Linked DNA regions of Zea mays: regions 1, 2 and 4 are each linked to region 3. Evidence: chromatin contacts called from public Hi-C data. All regions are on one chromosome and are shown on one strand. Each heading gives the region's core, a stretch centred on a gene start, on an enhancer-like site or on the middle of the called end of the contact. The rest is flanking DNA. Distances are from core to core; before and after follow the strand shown.

Region 1 (3,615 bases), core at 875-3,374, 130 kb before region 3:
ATGTGATCTAAAAGTCTCAAATCATGTCGTTGACATTGTAATCAACGATCATGTCGTCGAGAAGATTTTCTGGCTGAGTAGGAACATTGTTGGTCGGTGACTCCTTAGGAATCTCAAGCGAGCAACCATCCTGCTTATTTTCCTCATTTGCCTGATTGAAGTGTGCTTCATATCGTGTCTTCTTGTTCTTGCTCTCTTTGGAATATTTCATATAAAGATCAACCAAGTGCTTTGGTGTACGACAAGTAGCCGCAAAGTGAGTATTACAACCACACTTGTAACAATGTTTTGGCTTATTTCCATGGGATTGTTTATCTCCACGGACTTTCTTGTGTACATGTTGTTTATGGTTTTTGTGAAAAACACGATTACGATGTTGACCACTAGTTGAGTTCTTTTGATTTCCAGGTGGAAATGCAAAAGTCTTTTTATGTCTTGAAGCTTTATTCTGAACATTATGGACTTCAGGCAGAGGGGTTGCACCAATCGGGCGCATATGATGGTTCTTTAATAGAAGTTCATCATTTCTTTCTGCCTGATCTAATGAGTGAATAAGCTTGGCATAAACTATGTGGTTTTCCTTGCGATATTGGTTACAAAGAACTCTGTCCGCAGGATGCATCGTATTTAGTGTTTTGCGAATTTTCTCCTCATCAGATGGTTCTTTTTCACAAAAACGTAGTTTAGTGCATATGTTATGAACTGCATGATTGTATTCACCGATAGATTTAAAATCTTGTAAGCGCAGGTGATTCCATTCATGTTCAGCTGTTGGAAGTACCAATTCCTTTTGGTGTTCATAACGTTCTTTAAGTGCATTCCATAATGTTTGAGGGTTTTCCTCTAACAGATATTCTCTTTTAAGATCTGGATGTATGGATTGCCTTAAGAGTAATAATGCAGTAAACTTGGTTTTATCATCAATAGGTTCCTCATTTAGTTGAGGTGCAGAGATTGCATTTAGAATTCCTTTGGAGGCAAGAACAATTTTGATATCTGTTGCCCATGCGGGATAATTAGTTCCATCATGTGCAAGTTCTTCATAGCCCGGAGGTTGAGTTTGTGTTTGCATTTTCCGTTCTTCTTTCCCTGTTCGTCTGTTCTTCTTCTGGCGAGAGCGGGTGGCGAGAGCGGGTGCTGATAACGTGTTAGAAAAAGAAGGGACTGAAGCAAATGATGCGTAACTTTTTCATTCAATGATGGTGTGTATTTATACATAGTGAAACGACAGAAAACTTGTCCGTTCGCTAAAGACGGTTTCCTCGTCGTAGGAGAGAGGGAAAAGGTGCCTGTTCGGAAACAGGATTTACATAAAGGAATATTATTAACACTAATCCTATTAACTAATGACCGTCGATCTTGTTAATCTCCACCTTTGATATTAAGTGTGTTTCTTCCTCCGGATTGCTGACGTGGACGAAATCATTTTATCCTTAACAAGCGCAACATGCAGGACATCCACGGACCAGTAGCAGTACAACGGGGCTCCAATCGACGTCCAACGGACGCTCAACCAGAGATCTCGATAGCCTTCACCTCGGGCTTCTTCACCTCCGTCTTAGGCACGGTGACCGTGAGCACGCCGTTCTCGAGGCCCGCCTTCACCTCGTCCACCTTGGCGTTCTCAGGCAGGCGGAAGCGCCGCACGAACTGGCCGCTGCTGCGCTCGACGCGGTGCCACTTGTCGTTCTTGTCCTCCTCCTCCCTGCTGCGCTTGCCGCTGATGACGAGCACGTTGCCGTCCTCCACCTCGACCTTGACCTCCTCCTTCTTGACGCCGGGGAGGTCGGCCTTGAACACGTGCGCCTCGGGCGTCTCCTTCCAGTCCACGCGGGCGTTGGCGAAGGCGGCGGTCTCGGAACCCCCGGAGGAGGCCGCCGACGGGACGATGGAGCGGAACATGTCGAAGGGGTCCCACCAGAGGTCGAGGGAGAAGGGGTCCAACACGTTGCTGCTGCGCCGACTCACGAGCGACATTATTATTGTCGATGCTATGCTATATTTATGCGTACGTCTGAGAGTAAAACACTAAACCGAACTCGGTGGATTAATTGCAAGAGTGTGCTCGACGTCGACGAAGTATGCTTCGCTAGTGGCAGGTCAGGTATAGAGCTTTGCAATTTCTCCTTGGTGGTGTGGGTTGCAGCAATCTGTGCGTGGCAGGTTATTTATAGGACCGATCCTCCATCCACAACCCATTCCTGAGACGTCTCGAGCTATCTCCAATTCTCCACTGCTGTAGTGCGTGCTGTCCAATTATTGCTTCGAGAACTACGAAGGGCCCACTTCCATTCCAGAGAAATCTTCCTGGAGCTGGACGATTCACACGATTGCTTTTCTTTCGTTTCGATTAAATTCTGAATTATCCATCCGAGGGTCTTTGGAAACTTTGTAGTACTCATATATATTGTGAGTGTGATATATTAGCTTTCATTACACATGTATACATACGTACACATACACACAGAGGTACATGTGTACATTCGGGCCGAGCCCGGCCTGGCCCAAGCCCAAAAAGGTTCGTATTGTTTGAATTTTGGGCTGCGTCGGGCTGGCCCACGGTCCGTCACGTAATTGACTAAACGTGTCGGGCTTATTTCGGGCGGCCTGAAATTATAAAAGCCTGAAATTCATATCAGGACCAAAAATTCAATTTTTGGCTCGAAATTCACATCAGAACCCTAAATTCAAAATAAATTTAATAAAACAAATCAAGATAAGACAAATAAATTTGACCAAAACTAAACTTAATATTTGTATTAAGTTACCAGAGCTGTGCAATGACTACCTCGTTTACAAATCATTTTGTTAGAAGGAAAAAGAGTATAATCAGCTCTATACAAAGTTCGTAAATTTAGTTCATTATCTAATGTTCATAACAAAAGTAAATTTACATCACATACTTTAATTCAAAGCTACAAAAACATCTAACTAGCATTATCTCTAGCTTTATGTTCTTTATCAAGTATATGAAATTGTGGAATGAAGTGTGTTTTAATAAATATATGGACCTTTCCATGTCTCTATATGAGGGCCCCTTTGGTAGGGCTTATTTTTTAGCTTCGGCTCTGGCTCATGCAAAAGTTGTGCCAAACACCTCTTTTTCAAATGGCTTCACGAGTGAAGTGCTTTTCCAAAATGAACTAGAGGGCATGAGCCAAAAAAAGTGGCTCACCCGGCTTCAGCTCACGTCTTTTTTGCACAATAGCCCTCCCACCAGTCCAAATTATTTTTTTGGTCCTGCCCTCAATCCCTAGCCACGTACAGGAGAGATAAACTATACAAGGGTCTTTCTGAAAAACAACCTATAAGCCGTTTTGTCAAATGATTTTTCAGAATGACTTTGGCTCATCTAAAGAAGTGGTTTCACCTCGTGAGCCAGAGCCAAAGCCGTTTTTGGAGAAGCCAGAGCCCTGCCAAAGGGGCCCTGAGTCATTCTGTGTCTGTCTTAAACGGGCCGTGCTCGTGCCCGCCCATGGATTGCGACCTCGGTTCAAACCCGGCTCGACACTAAAATATTTCAGACAGTGCTATACCTAACTCGTGTTTTTTTTCGTGCTTCGGACCAGTCCATCAGGTCCGACCTAAATATACATCTATACACAAAGAAGCAAA
Region 2 (3,902 bases), core at 927-3,426, 250 kb before region 3:
CGGCACCGTCGACGAAGGCCACGGGAAGGCGGTGCTCGAGGGCCAGGCGGTGACCCCCGAATTTGGTGGCATGGTGGTGCGAGTCGGCGACTCATCGTGGCAGATCCATGAGGGCTGTGTCAGCTGGGGTGGAGTTCGGCGCTGGGGCGACTTTCGAGGATAGCGTCTGGCCTGTTTTTGCCTAAGCAAGAGGAGGGAAGACCGCTGTGGGTTGTAGATCCATAGGGAGGAGCCCAGCTGGGGGTGATTCCTCGGGGGCCGCGGCAGTCGGGGTGGAGTTTGGTGATGGTGTGGCTTCTAGGGACGGAGTGGTGCCCGACGCTGGCGTGCGGCTGTCGGGGATGGGCGTCGTTCTGCGGAGCTAGCCCTGATGCCACGACGATGCTCATGGCTGGCCGTTTTTGCCTGAGCAAGGGCCGGGGCAGCCGCGACGGGTTGAGTGGAGATGTCTAGTGGCACGGCGGGATGCGCCGCAGGGTGACACGGTTGACCGGAATGGCAGTGGCGGGACCTCCTTTCGTCTGCTGCAGTAACGACCAGTGGATCGAGCTAGCACATGGTGGTGGCGGCGACAGGGTGCCTGACAACAGCTGGTTGTGGTGGCTGTGTGTGCTAGAGCTTACGGCGGCAACCGACATCGGCTCTGGTGCGCCAGTGTGATGCACGCGACAAGATATTGTCTGGTTCTGTGTGCCCAGCCGGAGGGGTGGTGGATGACACGGCTTTGCGGCTGCTGCGGCAGCCGGCGCGTCGATGCCCCTCTAGAGGGGTTTGTGCGGGATGTCAAGGCGACGGTGCATCTTGGCGTGTTGATGTGCTGGGGGCATCTTGGGCGAAAGCCTCGACGACGGTGACATATGTGGGTGCCGCATCCCTGTCGAGGGTGTCGCATCCTCCAGCAATGTCTTCCTTGGGCGAAAGCCCGATGCATATCGGACACACGACAGTGTCATCCCCGACGTCACTACCTTCTTGAAGGCGTCGCATTGATGTTCGTATCGACCACGACATCCCCTTTCGGTTGTTGCTTTCGCTTCTCGCCGTCTAGTATGTGGGTCAAGGTGGGTTTTTGCAACATGAAGTCGAAGCTGCTACATCAAGGGATGTGACTCGACAACGATGACAGGTGGCGAACCCCCCCTTCTTTGTGGACTTGATTGTTTCATAGGTTGGGCAATTGCCTGGGGTGGGACGGAGGATTGAGCTCGTTGGTGTAGAATCAGAGCTACCTCACATAGGATGTGTTGAGGCTTCGCAACGACGACGCACCGCGATCTTGCTCCTTTTGTGTTGGTGTTTGGGTGTAGGCATCATCGTGTTTTCTTTGGCCGTGTGCGGCCCGTCTTGCGGAGTCGAAGCTGCTTGTCCCTTGTGTCGAGCTCAGCAACGATGACTATGGATGGGTTGTATGTGGGAGCTGACGTTGCCTGGCCTGTTTGTGCACTCTGCATAGGTTTCAGGCTCGATTTTTCTTAAAATTGAGTCAATTATATTCTTTTTTTAATTAAAAGGTAGAGCTCCTGCCATTACGTTCAAATGCTAGATCAAGCTAAAAGCACTAGTTTCACTTATGTCACTCTCTCAGTCTATTCAATCTAGTATACGAGAAGTATGGAAAACTGTTCTACCAAATGCTTTTATATAACAACTTCAACCTAGCTATTTATTAGGCTAAAGAAATAAATTCACGTTCGCTTGGCTTTAATCCGTACTGGCTTTTATTATTGTTTTATCTCTATAGATTACAGTTGCAGCAGTAAGAACACCTGATTTTAATCTAAAGTATTCTAATAATAATACAGAATTATACTAAACAAGACCTGATTCCTGATTCTTAAGCCTGGTTGGTTTACGTTGATATAGCAACAGCACTATTCCGGCCGCTGCATCAAAATTTAAATCAAGACGCACGGCACTTTCATCGAACAATGAGAGGCAGCTCTGGCTGGTGACGAGAGACACGATCACACGAACGCGACAAGTCGACCTCGCTCTCCTCACTTCCTCACTCTATGGCATCGGCAAGTCTCACCTTCGCGCTTCGCGGCACCTTCCTGACTTCGGTGCTCCCACCTCTCATTTCCCGCGAGCACACTGTGCAACGCCGGCCCGGCCCAGCCCGGCACACATTGCGTCTGTCTCTATATAAGAATGGCGGACGCTAGCGAGCAACTCTGCCCAAACCGCACCAACGGCCAACGCACAAAAAACCATTCTCAGCCTCCTCTCCTACTCGAGCAGCTAGCCCAGTCAATCATTCTGCTTGGATTGGATCCACCTTGTCTCTGAAAATAGCTTCGAGACCTTAGCGCCCAAGAAACGGTGACCGACCGTCCCTGCGCTAGTAGCAACAGCAACAATGGCGGCGAAGCACCTCCACGACGGGTACGAGCAGGACGGCGACCAGCCCGGCGACAACCGCATGCGCCGCCTGCCGTCCTTGTCGACGTACGGGAGCCGCGTGCCTTCTTTCTTTCATCTCCCGAGCTGGCTCTCGCTCTTGCTCCCCCTCTGTTTTCGTTAATGGCCGCTCGATCGGACTGACTGTTCGCGATCCACGAATTGCAGGGTGATTCGGGAGGCGATGATGCAGAAGGAGATGCAGAACCTGCTCAGGTGTCTGGAGCCTCTCATCCGCCGAGTGGTAAGCGACGGCCGGCCGACCGGCCGGCTCGATTCCCATTTCTTCCTGCGAGCGAAGCAAGCAGGCGTCGTGACCGGCTCCGTGTCTCGTGGTCACCGTTGGTGGCTTGGTGCAGGTGCAAGAGGAGGTCGAGGCAGGGCTCAGGCTCATGCAGAGCCTGCGCTACATCGAGAGGGCGCCGGCGGAGACGCCGGCGGCGGAACGGGCGGCGTGGAAGCTGGCGTTCCGGACGCCGCCGCAGCTGCCGATCTTCACGGGCAGCAAGATCGAGGGCGAGGCCGGGAGGCCGCTGGAGGTGGTCCTCGTGGACGCGTGCACCGGCTCGCCCGCCGCGCCCCCGGTCCCGCGGGCGCTGCGCGTGGAGCTGGTCCCGGTGTTGGGCGACTTCCCGCCGGACGGGCGCGAGGACTGGGCCGCGGACGAGTTGGAGAGGAGCGTCGTGAGGGAGCGCGAGGGCAGGCGCCCGCTCCTGACCGGCGACGTCGGTCTCACCCTGAGGGACGGGCGCGCCACGGTGGGCGAGCTCCGGTTCACGGACAACTCGTCCTGGGTCCGCAGCCGCAGGTTCCGCATCGCCGCCCGCGCGGCCTGCGGCGGCGGCGGCGGCGGCGGCGCGCGGGTCCAGGAGGCCGTGACGGAGGCCTTCGTGGTCAAGGACCACAGGGGCGAGCGGTGCCGCAAGCACTACCCGCCCGCCCTCACGGACGACGTGTGGAGGCTGGAGAAGATCCGCATGGGAGGCGCGTTCCACACGAGGCTGATGTGCCGCAACGTCGGCACCGTGCAGGAGTTCGTCCGGATGCTCATGGTGAACCCCGACGAGCTTCGCGCGGTGAGTTTGCATGCGTTCAGAACGCAGCTTGGCGTCCATTTTCATTTCATTTCATCAACCGTGCTAGCTTGTAGTAGTAAGTAACTACTGCAGTGCTATTGATTGTGGGTTTCTGTGGGGGAGGAGGGGTCAGATTCTGGGCGACGGCATGAGAGACCGCATGTGGGAGGCGGCGACGAGGCACGCCAGGACCTGCGCCCCCGACGGCAAGGTGTACGCGCACGCCACGCCGCACGGCACCATCTTCGTGGACTCCATCTTCAACGTCGTGAGGGTCGACGTCGGCGGCGTCGAGTGGCCGCTGCAGCAGCTGAACAGGGGCCAGACGGTGAGTCCTCCGCCAGCGCCATCTCAGAACAGAAGGTCAGATGAGCATGAGCTCCCATTGGTTTTGTTCGTTCTGACATGTACTCTCGTTCCGGCTCC
Region 3 (3,592 bases), core at 204-2,703:
TGGCATACTGATGCAGGCAATCTCAATACGTCGACAGGCCTTGATCAGGCCCGTTTCGGAGAGGCGGGCCAGTCTTCAGTACGATGCAGCTGGGTTCTTCTGTTGCTGTAGCCCAGCCCAGCATGCTGGCTGGAAAAAAAAGAAGCCAGTCTTCGGCTTCCTCGTCGCCGAAAGCAAGATAGCGAAGAGCCGAACACACATGTCGACATGACCCAGATTTCACTGAATGAACATTTGTTGAATAGCTTGGGCGCGGATATCCAGACAACAGAGATACTGCTGCCAAGTGCAACTGTGCCAAGTTTAAAATTGTACGTAAGTATGATTTGAAGTTTTGAACTGAAATGTTGGCAGAGATGTTGGGACTAATCATTGGGTTCGCTTTACCGGAGTCCGAGGCAGGTTCTTTGCCGGATCAAATTATCTTGTCCGGATTTGGCGTAGTACAGGTTACATTAGTACATTTTATATGTTCGAACAACGAGGAAAAGCAGATCGCCCGCGGCGAGGATAGGAAGGAAGGGAGGGAGGGAGGAACAGACAAGAACCCGGGACCAGCACGCAAAGCTATACAGGGCTGGGCACAAGTGCGTCTCAGAAGAATGGGACACTGGAATTAGCGCCGTACGGAGCTGATCTGACGGACTGACTGGCGCACTTGAACGCCTGCCGAATCATACCCCAGCGCTCGCATTTCCCCGTCACCAGGCATGCGGTTACTGAACGGATTCGATCACTCCGGGATGGCGACGAGCATCGGCCGCCACGGCCTCCGCATGAGCAGCCGTCGGCGGAACCCGCCGAACATGAACCTCCGGTGCGCGGCCGGCGCGGCGCCACGGTGCGCACCACCAGTCGGCGACGCCGCACCCGCAGCCGCATCCGCATCCGCATCCGCCGCCTCCGGGCGAAGCGGCGCCACAGGCTGCCCGAGCTTCTTGGCGCACCGGCAGGCAGCGCCATCCGTCGACGACGTGACAAGCAGCTGCTCCAGAGAGCTCCGGCTCAGCAGGTGGCTCTTCTCTCCTTCGCTATCCTGCTCCGCCGCCGCCGGCTGCTGCTGCTGCTTGCGGCTTCTGCGGAGGAGGAGCAGGCGGCGCACGAGGGTCCACAAGCTCTTCGCCCTGGGCTGCTTGTTTAGCTTTAGGAGCCTGACGGCGGCCATTGTTCTCTCCTCGTCGCTCCAATAATTGGCTGGCCCCTCTGATCACTTGGCGTTGTGGACGTGCAGTTATATATATGCTAACCGTGCTCACATTTTAGCCGGTCTGCTACTACTACCAGTCTACCACGGATTCGGAAGCTGAACAGCCAGGAACGCTGCTCTAGTTAATACACACGCCTATATATCTATCTATCGGTTTTGTCATGTTCGTATATGGTAAGGTATTCATCTATCTATGCGTTGAGGAGAGTTACCCGCATCAGACCCTGTCGTACACAACTATTCCAACGAGGCCCTTGACACATCAGCCAGGGAGGGCAGCTTGGCACATCGCAATGGTGTCGAGGTCCAAACTGAAAAAATAAATTCCCTGGTTTCTTTGTTTACGACGACGAGTAGCTTGCGAGGGGCCACGCACCGCCATTTGGAAGGCAGGGAGAGAGAGTGTGCCCAGCCAGCGTCCGCATCAGGATCGCCGTCATGCGCCAACCACCGCGGCGCTAGAGGACGCGCGATTCTTGGTAAGACGCGCTGCGCCGCGCGTGCCCGGACCGACGGTCGCCGTCGCCGCCATGGCTAACGGCGTCTTTCCGTCGGAGCGTTGTTATTCTTCTACCTGTGTGTGCGCGGTATACGTCGCCGTCGGATCCCAGTTCTCGCACCGGGACAGAACGAGATGCGTGTGTTGTCGGGCGACGCGATTTGACGCGTTCGTTTTTGGATAGTGGTGTGGTGCTATGACTGCTTCTGTCAGACGTCAAGCGAATTGATATTTCTAGCGACAGTGTGGGATAGAGATGTACAAATGACCCGTGGCCGTCGGGTGGCCCGTGCCACGACATGTTTTTGGCCCGTCACGAACACGGCATGGCCCGGTATTTGGGCTGGGCTTGGACCGCTGTCGTGGCACGCCGTGCCGGCCCGAGCACGGCCCGGTTATTTTTTTTATTTTCCAGTGCATTTCTTTGTATATTAGAAGCAACTTTAATAGTTTAGATATAAAATAAGTTTGGTTTAGTTGGCTAGAGTGGTGTAGCTAGACATTTTAAAGCTTATTTTTAGTTTTTTTCCTACTCCGGCCAAAGCACGACGGGCCTTAACGGACTGCGGGCCGGGCCGGCACGACTTGGCTATGTGCGTGCCGTGCTTGAGTCTGGGATGTGGCACAGTGGCCCAGTCCAGCACAGCCCGTCAACCTAACGGGCTCAGGCGTGCCGGGTCGAAGGCGGGCCCGTGCCGAGCCGTACTGCACGGCCCACCCGTTTAGACATGTATAGTGTGGGATAGTACTGCTGCTGCCTTTTTGGCATAGCGACGTGGCTGTGCAGTACTGTCTATACGACGAGAAAAAAACAACACACAGAATACTGTTCCAAAACAACTGTGTTGACGCTTTTTTGGAGCGCCAAATACCCAAGAAGAACCGGCGGCGGTGCTCTCTGGTCAGGCGCGGACGGTCCGCGGCACAGGGCCGGACGGTCCGCGACCTGGCGCAGGGGCTAGGGTTTCCTGCCTGTCGGCCGGACGGTCCGCGCCCTGGGGCTGGACGGTCCGCGCGTGTGCAGGGGCGGCGGAAGATCGCCGGCGGTGCCTGGATCTCGCTCCCGGGAGGGACCCCATCGGGGAGGAGAGATCCTAGGGGTTGTCTAGGCTCGGGCCGACCGACCTAGACTCCTCTAATCGGCGTAGAGTCGAAGAGAGGCGAAGAATTTGGGGATTGAGAGGCTAAACTAGAACTAGACTAGAACTACTCCTAATTGTACTGAAAATAAATGCGAATAGAAGTTGTATTGATTCGATTGTTGATTACAAATCGGCCGTAGACCTCTCTTTATATAGAGGAGGGGGCTGGACCCTTTACACGACTGGATTCCGGGTTAATTCCGCAAATCTAGCTAACAAACATAGCACAAAACTCGTAACCCTAAACTGCTCTGCGCATGCGCGGACCGTCCGGCCCACAGGCGCGGACTGTCCGGACCGCGGACCGTCCGGCCTCAGGGCCGGACCGTCCGGCCGCTCAATATGGCGCTCAACATATGCCCCCCTGCCTTTTGGTGGAGCTGAGCAACCCAAAAGCAACTAACTCGATGTGATTACATCGGTTTTCTTAGGCATCCTGCCACATACTAGGATGGTATTGTTTGAGGAAACGCCCATTCAAAGCCTTGGGCAAGTCCTTGCCTTGTAATGTTTGTAGCAAATAGGCGTTGCCAGACATCACCTGTTTTACTTTATAAGGGCCTTCCCAGCTTGGTGACCATTTCCCGAACTTCCGGTCTTTACTCCTTAGAGGCAGAATGGTCTTCCACACCAGGTCCCCTACTTGAAAAGATTTTGCTTTGACCTTCTTGTTGTAGGCCCTGGCTACCATGATTTTGTCCTTTTCTATAGCTCCCAAAGCTATCATCCTTTTGTCAGTCACCT
Region 4 (3,618 bases), core at 419-2,918, 190 kb before region 3:
CGCTACTCCGGCCACGGGTCTCACAGGGATACACGAACCGGTGGCGATTGTGCCAAGCTCTCTCTCTCTCTTGCCCTGTGGTGAGCACCGTCCAATTAATTAGCTTTTGACCAGTATATCCACATTCTGCGTATCTTTTTTTTGTCTCTTCGATTATGATCGTGGGAGTCCATTTGATTTGAAACTTCGGTCGACCCCAAGAAGAGAAAGTGAGCTTGGACAGATCAAACTGATACTATATCTCTGAAGATCTGAGCTTTAGATGACGGGCTGAACAAGCGAAGATCTTCGTCTGCACTCTGCGTGATCCGAAAGAGGGGCTGGATGGTTCCGAAGGGCGTTGCCGACTGCGACTTGCCGTGGTCCGTGGAGATCAAGACCAGCAAGGCAGCAACTGCTCACAAAGCCACAGAATGTGATGCTTCAGTGCCGCGGTCAGTCACCCACGGCCACGACCACTTTGCTCTCGGGATGGCGAACGCATATTGCTGGTCACTACAGGCTGTCAAAGATCAAACGAAAGCTCACCGAAATCTGGAACAGGGAAATCACAGGAAAGCAGAAGAAGGTTCAGAGAAAAACTCGTGTCTGAAGAACTCTTTTTTTCTGTCCCTAGATTGCCGTGTTTGCTTCCGCGCTAATCCTCTGACCAGAACCATCGAATCGCAGCGAAATTGCACACATGTGAGCTGTGGGAACGGCTTGGAGAAGTGAGAAGTCAAACAAGACGGGTGTGATCTGGCTCAGGAAATCGGACACGCCACAATATACATAATAATACTGTAGATAATAAGTAGTCTTATGCAGGAAGTTGAGTATTTCCATTCCTCCAGTCCAGACTAGGTGAAAGCAACAGAAGAGGCAGAGGAACTCGATCCCTTCCCCCCGACTGATGCCCAGATGAGTACACCTACACCTACACCCGTCACTCCTTCTTGGCCTTGTCCGGCACGGCTGTCACTCCGGCGCCGGCCTGAGGCTGAGGCTGGGGCTGGGGCTGGGGGCCGCGCATCATGATCTTGAACTCCTCGAACCCGACGCAGCCGTCGCCGTCGGCGTCGACGCCGGCGATCATCCGGCGGCACTCCTCGGCGCTGCACCCCTCGCCGATGCGGGCGAGCACGCTGCCCAGCTCGGCCGCCGTGATGCGCCCGTCGCCGTCGGCGTCGTACACGGCGAAGGCGGCGCGGAGCTCCGCGTCGTCGCCGTCGTCCCCGCCGCCGCCAACGCCGCGCGCGTGGAACGCCCTGAACTCGCCCAGGTCCACGAAGCCGTCGCGGTCCGTGTCCAGCTCGTCCATCATGGCCGCCACCTCGCGCCGCCCGTGCGAGGAGCTCGCCGGCGGGGAGATGGCGCGCGACACCGCCGCCAGCTCCGACGGCGAGATCCGCCCGTCGCCGTCCGCGTCGATGCGCGAGAACACCCTCTGCATCTCCGCGTCCGCGTCCGCGGCCGCGGCCGACGACACCGCCGGGGGCCTCCGCCCGGCCTTCTGGGCCTGGGCCTGGGCTTGCTTCTTGCTGGCGCTGCTCGACATGGCCATGGAACGGAGGAGCGTGGATGTGGTGATTTGAAAGGGTGCTGGGCGCTGGGCGCTTCCCTGTGTGGTTGTGGTTTTGCGGCAGTGAGCACCGAGCACAGCTGAAGGGGGTGTTTGATGTGAGCCGCGTCCGCGTCCTGATGGTTGTAACGGCGAGTGGTCTCGCCGGAGGTATTAATAGCCGCTGGCGACGACGCGGTTTTGACACGCAGTGGCAGGGCGCCGACTTTTCTCGTAGTCGTACGTACGTGACGACTGCCAGATGGGGTCTCGTGGCGCCTGCCTCGGTCGGCGAATCTGCCAGGCATCGCGCCGCGGCCGAGCCACATGTACGGCCGGTGGAGAGGCCGCGCGGCCGGTGCGGATCTCGGCGTGTCTCCTTGCTCCAGCCGGCAGCTTCCCGGAAAAGCAGAAGCGCGTCGAGGAGGCGGGCAGCCTGAATTTACCGCCCACGTCAGTACGTAGTACGTACTACCAAAAGCGTCATACTCATATCCTCATGGGTCCGCAAGGCACGTGGTCGCATCGATTAGAATTTAGTGAATAAATTAGAAATATTATCACAAGACTTGACGTCTTGTCCTTATTCTGGAATTTATGAGGACGAGAAAATTTAAGAGAAATATATTTAGTCATATCTTTCTTAATATATCAAATTTTCATATGTGATATGTGCAACATACGTTGCATTATCTTCGTAGATAACTATGTAGGTATTTTGGAGTGTTAAAATCACATGACTTTTAAATGTGATTAGTCATTCATCGTAGCCAAGCATATTCACGTGTAGCTTCGTATAATACGACTATCTCTGAGTGGTTAGTAGATATAGGTGCTAGTGTGTCAGATTGCTAGGATACGAAAGTACCACCATAGAGAAGCACAAAGGCGATCTGAGATCTAGCATTATGAATATTTTCTGACATCCGACATCTATACAATCCACCAAAGTTTGGTACGGATTCTCTGGGAAAAAATGTCTAAGATCTTGAGTGACTTTGAGGTATTTTAGTACAGTCTGGACACATGTCCAATGTCTTGTAGTTGGGTTCGCATTGTGTTTAGCTAGCGAATTCACTGTAAATGCAATTTGCAAGATACATCATTTTTCCAATGGCGCTGAGGTAAAACAACATCAGGTCATAGTTATTTCTCATCATCCCTCTCTGGTCTAAATGGAATAATATCCTTTTGAATGGATCTTACAACTATCGAGGTGTTTAACGGGTGAGCTTTAGTTATATTACATATCTCAAGGACCTTCTTATTAAAAGGTCAACTGGTGTACAAACATTGCTTTGGGGAAATTATCATTTTATAGGACCAAACAAAACATGGTTTTCTCAAGTATTCCATTCCAGAGTCTATCTTGAGGTAGACACTACCCTCCTCAATACCCTTACCGTAATCTATGAGATTCAGGTTATCAACATTGATTGAAATAATACAAAAACCATACAGAGATTTTTGTACTGAACATACATTGAGAATCTGAATTATTTACATAACACTTCTTCAAGAAACACTAAAAACAATTAAATATATTTAACCCACATAACCCTCTGTATTGTAGCATAACCAACATGACATAGTTTAATCTAAATTCTCCTTCTATACCACACTGTAACCATAAAACATCATTTTCTATAACTACTTTTTATTTACTATCGTTTTTTCATCTACTAACAATTAGAATAGAGCCCACGGCTACAAGACGGAGGGAGAGCGAAGGGGGCGGCCACCTGCACGCCACGCCGAAGGGAGAGAGAGGAGGGGATGGGCGGCTAGGGGCCGCGCTGCAGGCGTGGGGGTGCCCCTGTTGTAGCCGGCACGCAAGGGAGGGAGTATTCGACAAGTATAAAAATCTAAACGAGACTGATCGATAGTGTTTCATTCTTTCCATATTTATGTCTAGATTGGATAGGCTTAACGGAAAAACGTGCTACCAGTAGCTAGGGCCCACTGTTTCCCCGGTATATAGATGCACATTTGGGCCGGGTCAGATGGGCCGACCCGAAGCACGAAAAAAAGCACGGCCCAGGCACGACACGACTCAAAATATTTTAGTGTCGGGCCGG

Evidence for each region. Hi-C and Micro-C count contacts between places; a contact is called where the count stands out from the background.
Region 1: a contact with region 3 is called in a Hi-C map of tassel, with 3 times the contacts expected there. The contact joins the promoter of LOC103634805 here to the promoter of LOC103634806 in region 3. A contact is called at or near these places in 2 of 25 Hi-C or Micro-C datasets (ear and tassel).
Region 2: a contact with region 3 is called in a Hi-C map of ear, with 7 times the contacts expected there. The contact joins the promoter of LOC103634803 here to the promoter of LOC103634806 in region 3. A contact is called at or near these places in 2 of 25 Hi-C or Micro-C datasets (ear and tassel) and 1 of 3 datasets of contacts at active chromatin or transcription factors (leaf).
Region 4: a Hi-C map of leaf mesophyll shows a contact between it and region 3, with 5 times the contacts expected there. The contact joins the promoter of LOC100284548 here to the promoter of LOC103634806 in region 3. A contact is called at or near these places in 10 of 25 Hi-C or Micro-C datasets (bundle sheath, ear, endosperm and 4 more).

Annotation. Positions count from the first base shown.
Region 1 is chr8:13,444,921-13,448,535 of Zm-B73-REFERENCE-NAM-5.0, forward strand. It overlaps LOC103634805 (16.9 kDa class I heat shock protein 1), which reads right to left and starts at 2,125. Exons shown (of 1, transcript XM_008657394.3): 1 at 1,133-2,125. The coding sequence starts at 1,977. The coding sequence ends at 1,510.
Region 2 is chr8:13,333,154-13,337,055 of Zm-B73-REFERENCE-NAM-5.0, forward strand. LOC103634803 (protein SAR DEFICIENT 1) reads left to right here and starts at 2,177. Exons shown (of 6, transcript XM_008657393.2): 1 at 2,177-2,448; 2 at 2,569-2,644; 3 at 2,760-3,476; 4 at 3,610-3,804. The coding sequence starts at 2,360.
Region 3 is chr8:13,579,893-13,583,484 of Zm-B73-REFERENCE-NAM-5.0, forward strand. LOC103634806 reads right to left here and starts at 1,454. Exons shown (of 1, transcript XM_008657395.4): 1 at 373-1,454. The coding sequence starts at 1,165. The coding sequence ends at 734.
Region 4 is chr8:13,391,803-13,395,420 of Zm-B73-REFERENCE-NAM-5.0, forward strand. LOC100284548 (calmodulin-related protein 2, touch-induced) reads right to left here and starts at 1,669. Exons shown (of 1, transcript NM_001157443.2): 1 at 803-1,669. The coding sequence starts at 1,543. The coding sequence ends at 926.